Regions from separate parts of the Mus musculus genome. Here region 1 is linked to region 2. Evidence: chromatin contacts called from public HiChIP or PLAC-seq data. All regions are on one chromosome and are shown on one strand. Each heading gives the region's core, a stretch centred on a gene start, on an enhancer-like site or on the middle of the called end of the contact. The rest is flanking DNA. Distances are from core to core; before and after follow the strand shown.

The links. HiChIP or PLAC-seq counts read pairs in DNA pulled down with a chosen protein or histone mark.
Region 1: an H3K27ac HiChIP or PLAC-seq map of epiblast stem cells shows a contact between it and region 2. The contact joins two enhancer-like sites. A contact is called at or near these places in 21 of 39 promoter capture datasets (the 3T3-L1 cell line, 3T3-L1-derived adipocytes, the C10 cell line and 14 more), 7 of 15 datasets of contacts at CTCF or cohesin (CD8 T cells, the G1E-ER4 cell line, the NIH/3T3 cell line and 3 more), 133 of 484 Hi-C or Micro-C datasets (8-cell embryo, the AML12 cell line, the AtT-20 cell line and 68 more), 23 of 115 datasets of contacts at active chromatin or transcription factors (astrocytes, cardiomyocytes, differentiating embryonic stem cells and 8 more) and 1 of 9 other capture datasets (embryonic stem cells).

What each region holds. Positions count from the first base shown.
Region 1 is chr3:127,529,037-127,531,736 of GRCm38.p6, forward strand. No RefSeq gene overlaps it. Among named protein-coding and RNA genes, the nearest start is that of Gm51018, 15 kb to the right of the region's middle. Within about 2 kb of position 1,390, at least 24 of the 459 cell types and tissues checked have an H3K27ac peak or open chromatin away from gene starts, as enhancers often do. A contact at or near this core is called in differentiating embryonic stem cells, epiblast stem cells, extraembryonic ectoderm and 4 more, where this site is marked.
Region 2 is chr3:127,456,979-127,459,922 of GRCm38.p6, forward strand. All of the region lies in intron 1 of Ank2 (ankyrin 2, brain), which reads right to left. Among named protein-coding and RNA genes, the nearest start is that of Gm35535, 12 kb to the right of the region's middle. Within about 2 kb of position 1,558, at least 45 of the 459 cell types and tissues checked have an H3K27ac peak or open chromatin away from gene starts, as enhancers often do. A contact at or near this core is called in differentiating embryonic stem cells, epiblast stem cells, extraembryonic ectoderm and 4 more, where this site is marked.

The DNA of each region.
Region 1 (2,700 bases), core at 140-2,639, 72 kb after region 2:
GATGGCTGGCCTGGAACTAGATATGTAAATCAGGCTGGCCCCAAATCACAGAAGTCCACTTGGCTCTGCCTCCCAAGTACTGGGAATAAAGGCGTGCATCACCAAGCCTGGCTAACTTTATTTTCTTTTTTTTTTTAATGAAACAGATGTAATTGTTTGTACGATCATGTCTTCCTTCTGCTGTGTTTTCTACTTAGTGTGCTGCCATAGCTCTGTCCTATTTACCTCAACATCACAGTGGGAAATGATTCTAATGTAAATTATTTATGCTAGAAAGTAACTCTTGCCATAGAATTAGCTTAGCCTTTCTTGAAAAAAATTCTTCTGTTGATGGGAAGTAATATCCTGTTCAGTTTGTACTGAGATGTAAACTGTTCCACTCAGGATCGGTCCAACCGGAGAAGCCTGGGTTTCTTAGAGCTTTTCTCATGTTCCCTGAGCTACAAAGAGGACAACTGCATCTACAATCACGTGGCATTCTTGTTCTCAAAAATTATGTGTGAGTGTGTATGTGTGATTATGTGTCTATGTTTATGTTTAGTATGTTATATATATTCTCATAAGTTATATATATATATACATATATATATACTCAAAGATAAACACATACACACACATATGAACATCTCTACACACATACACGCACACACTGACATACACACATATGTACATCATCTCCACATACATACATACATACACACACACACACTCTCACACACACATATACACACACATATACATCATCTCCACACACATACACACACACATATGTATCTCCACATACCTACATACATACACACACACACTCATACACACATATATACATCGCCACACACACACATACACACACACACACACATACACACACACACACACACACACACACACACACACACACACACATACACACACACACTCACACACACACACACACACCCCTCCGGGTCCACAGAGACCAGAAGTGGGTATCATACCTCACAGACGCAGGGTTATGGGTGGCTGTGGGCCGCCTGATATAAGTACTGGGAGTCCACCTGCAGGACTTGCTAAACTCTTTCTTGCTCCTAAGCTGCCTGATCTTTAACTACAGCATGATGAAGCTAAAGTTGGATGTAGTTAAAGTTTAGAGCTATTGCTCTAAAAATCTTGATACAAACCAAGGAGGAAACAAGGTGCTATACTGTGAAGTATCCACTCTGTATTCTTCTTTTTCTTTTCTTTTTCATTTTTAACATTTCATATCTCGAGAAACAAAGAAAAAAATTGACAATTGTAAGAAGCCGTTATAATGACCCTTAGTTAATTGCAGAGCCACATAGCTCAGGAATCCGAGAGTGAATTGACTACAAGAACAAAGCTGATGCATAACAAATCCCTGCAGGGATCCTGCCAGGGCTTGATAGCCCCGGGAGTGATTGAGTACAAAGTGAAACCTGCCAGGGACCAGGAGTTGGAGACAGGAAAGTCTTAAAACCCAGAGTCCATGTGTTTAGTACAGCATGCTTGTTGATCTGGGGACAAAGTGCTAATAAGCACTGAGAGATAAGGACTGAGAGTGAGTAACTGAAATGGAGAGAGAGAAGTGTAAAGATTTCATTGTAGATAAAGCCAGAGAAGGTCATTTAGTTTCTTCCCTAGCGACATTTATGTGTCTTTGTTCTCATCAATGCCAGGCTTTTGTGGGCAAAGGGAACCAAACACTACGACAGAGTCACAACACATACACACTGACTTTAACTAACAAACTTCGTGGTGCTCACAAAGACAGAGCAGAAGGAAGGAACGTGGAGACACAGGAGGGATGAGGGAAAGGGTGACAGTTTAGTTGGCATCAGAAATAGTCTACTTACCAAAAAAAAAAAAAAAAAAAAAGCCGGGCAGTGGTGGTGCACGCCTTTAATCCCAACACTGGGCAGAGGCAGGTGGGTTTCTGAGTTCAAGGCCAGTCTGGTCTCCAAAGTGAGTTCCAGGACAGCCAGGGCTACACAGAGAATCCCTGTCTTGAAAAAAGAAAAAAAAAAAAAAAAAAAAAAAACAGAGAAAGAGAGAGAGAGAAGAAAGAAAGAGAGAAAGAGGCTACTTGATGGAGAGGTGAAAACACGCCTTTTTCAGTCTGGCATCTTCTCTGGGTGTGAACGTCAATGCCCTCTAGAGTGAAGCTGTGGATTTGAATATATGCATTTTTCACTACTTGACCTTTTATCCATTGGTGTCCAGCTTTAGGAACAGAAAACTGTTTCTAATGATGGTGGGAAACTGGCTCTGCTGGGCTTAAAGACTTAATCTTCTCAACTGGTACAGTGGTCTCATGCCTATGTGGTGGAAAGCTGAAGCAGGAAATTTTCATGTTCAGAGTCAGCCTGGCTAGCAAGATTCTGCGTCAGAGAGAAAAGAGAGAGAGAGACAGAGAGACAGAGACAGAGACAGAGAGAGAGACAGATTGAGTCTATTTGGCCTACTTTTAATTTGCCACTTAAAAAAACACAAAAGGAAGTTTAAAGGATGAAAGATATTTAATATCATGAACTTATACATATTAAAATTTTCTAAAGTAATGGCTGAAAGAAGCTCAGTTAGTTGAATACTTGCTTAGCATGAATAAAGGCCCGGGTTTGATCCCAAATACCATTTAAAACCTGGTGTGATGTGCACACCTACAACCCCAGTACTCCAGAGGTGGAGGCAGGCAGAGCAGAAGTT
Region 2 (2,944 bases), core at 308-2,807:
CTAATAAAAAATGGAAAAAAAAAAAAGTGTAAGTAGAGCCTGTTACATGTCTCAGCAGGTAAAGACATTTGCTGTACAAACCTGGTGCCTTGGGTTCAGTGCCCACCACTCACATGAACACGGAAGGACTACAACAAAGTTGTCTGCTGACCTCTGCACGCGCACCATAATAAATAAACATTTTTGAAAATTAATTAACTAATATCATTTTGTGTTCTGCGGATGCTCACTCAGGCATCATCGCCATGTGCTGTTCCCTACCTACCAGGCTTTCCTACCAGGCAGGCCTGGGCCTCACTCCAGCACTCTGATAAACAGTGGTGATCCTGAGTAAGCCAGTTCTCATCTCTAATGCTCAACTTTTCCATTCACAAAGTAGGTTAGTCCCTTAAAGCACAGGTTTTGGAGTTAAGAGTGTGCAAGTCAAAGCCACTAGTCCTTTTTTAACTATAAGACCCTTCTTAAATGCTTTATCGTCTTTCCAGCCTGGTTCTGTTTTCCTTCATGTGAAATAGAGGCAATAATTTTATATCCTGCATAGGACTGAAGTAGGAAACTTTCAAACTCTACCCTGTGGAGTGCACAGCACCATTGATTTATTAGGTGTTTAATGGATTTAGCTTGTTTTGTTTTGTGTTGTTTTGCTTTGCTTTGCTTTGCTTTGTTTTGTTTGGCTGGAGGGGGCAGAGTCTCACTCTGTAGCCCAGGCTGGCTTGGAATTCCTTATGTACATCTGGCCTCAAGTCCACGGCAATCTTCCTGCCTTGGTCTTCCGAAAGCTAGGATTACAGGCCTTGCAATGTCTGGCTCATCTTTACTATTTATTTGATGGGGTACAGGACATGATCAAGACTTGGCACCTTGGGCTGGAGAGATGGCTCAGAGGTTAAGAGCACTGACTGCTCTTGCGAAGGTCCTGAGCTCAAATCCCAGCAACCACATGGTGGCTCACAACCATCTGTAATGAGAGTAATGAGATCGGATGCCCCCTTCTGGTGTATCTGGAAACAGCCACAGTGTACTTATATATAACAAATAAATAAAAATCTTTAAAAAAAAAAAAAAAAAAAGACTTGGCACCTTGAGTGTTTTGAACTGAAGCACACTAAAAACTACAGCAGGGGGGTGGGGGGAAAGTGTCTCTCACTCAGTAAAATCCTCATGAGAAATGTGGCTGCCTATTTTCCAAGGGAGTCATGGCTCACACAAAGAGGAAAAGAATCTAAACAGACAGGTCTTACTGCATTACCTCCACTTAGGGCCATGGGGCCAGATCCCTACCTCGGCCAACCATCCCCCTCTCCCTCTGTCACTCTTCCTCACTATGAGCGATACAGAAAATAAAAGGGCTTCCCTGGTCTTTGAGCCTTCGTTCTGGAAATCTCTGGCATGTCAGTAAACTGTGGTTGGATACATTGGCTCTTTTACAATACACTGGATAAGAGCAAGAGACTGTTTTTTCTCCCCTTTACTTTCAAGATTACAAACTCCAAGAACCCTCCTCCTCCTTCCTGTTTCACAGTCTCTGTCTCTTGGCGCCACTGATGTTATCATTGCGTCTATTTCATCCCTCCGGTTATCTCTCTTTTATACCAGGTCCCTGTTTGGCCAGTTAGGGGGCCGGCACCTTTAGGGCAGGGGTTGTAAACTCGGTACACTGTGGCAGGGTCACAGGTCCTGAGGCTAAGGAGCTGAAGTGGATTGGTCCTACTGGGTGAGTGTAGGGGAGTTTCTCCAAAGGAAAGCAGGCTCAGGGTGTAGTGTTTTTCTTGACTGAAGCTAGTTTTATATGAAACTAACGTTATGCAGCTCCCTCCAAATAAAGAATTCCCCCAAACAAGAAAAACGGACCTGGATCTGCCTACCAACTGTGTGTCATCTGCTTCTGCTCTCTCGACTGGCATGAAGTTTTACATTGGCGGGAGACATTTTGAACCAGGAAAGGTTTTAGCAATCAACGAATAAATGGGCCACAGAGAGGCTGTGGCCATGAGGCGAGGAAACTGTTCTAAGTGGGGTGTAATTACCCTTCCAGGCAGAGGAGGGTCACCCGTCTAAGGGAACAGAGAACCGGTGACCATTTAAAACGCACTCCTAACTACACCCAGGCGATAACGAAGGACAGGACAGAGGGCAGAAATAGAACGAGGAAGGCAGCAGGCAATAAAACCCGGAGTTCAAGTGCTGTACCACATAGCTTGGATCCTGTCCCTGCTACCTGGAGCTAAGCCGGCCGCTCCCTCCATGGGACTGTGGCAATGGGAAGTGCAAAGGTTTGAATATGGAAGACAGGGTGGTGAGTTTAGCTTACTGGTAGAGTGCTTGCAAAGCAACTCTGAGGTGTTGAGTTCAATTCCCGGCACTGCAATAAGTACATAAATAAGTCAATAATTAGCTAGCATCGTGAATGGACCTTGGTGGCTCACACCTTTAGTCCCTGCGCTCGGGAGACAGAGGCAGATGTGTTCAAGGCCAGCCTGATCTACAGAGCAAGTTCTAGGACAGCTAGGGCTACACAAAGAAACCCCCATCTCGTCTCAAGAACAACAAAACCACAAATAACAACAAAAACAAAACAACCCCCCAAACAACAACAAAACCCCCAGAAATATGGAAGGCAACCAAATAAGCAGAGAGGAAGGCATATTCTAATGTCCGGCCATGAATGAAGAAAGGCTGACCCTGGTTATAAATCACTCTACCTCTGAGTTAGCCACCAGACCAAGCCCTTTGTCATGAGAATGCAAAAACGTGGTTGCCTGGTCCTGAATCAGACGGGAGTTAAGGGATGAGCTGTATATGCAAACTGGAAAGCTTAGACTAGAAAGGGCTTACAGGGCTGCCAGATTGGTGACTCTAGGACTCTTTGTGGCTAACCTCACTAAAGCTCAAGGAAGGAAGATAGCAGCACAGTATGGCCAGGAAATGTTAGTGAAAAGTTTGT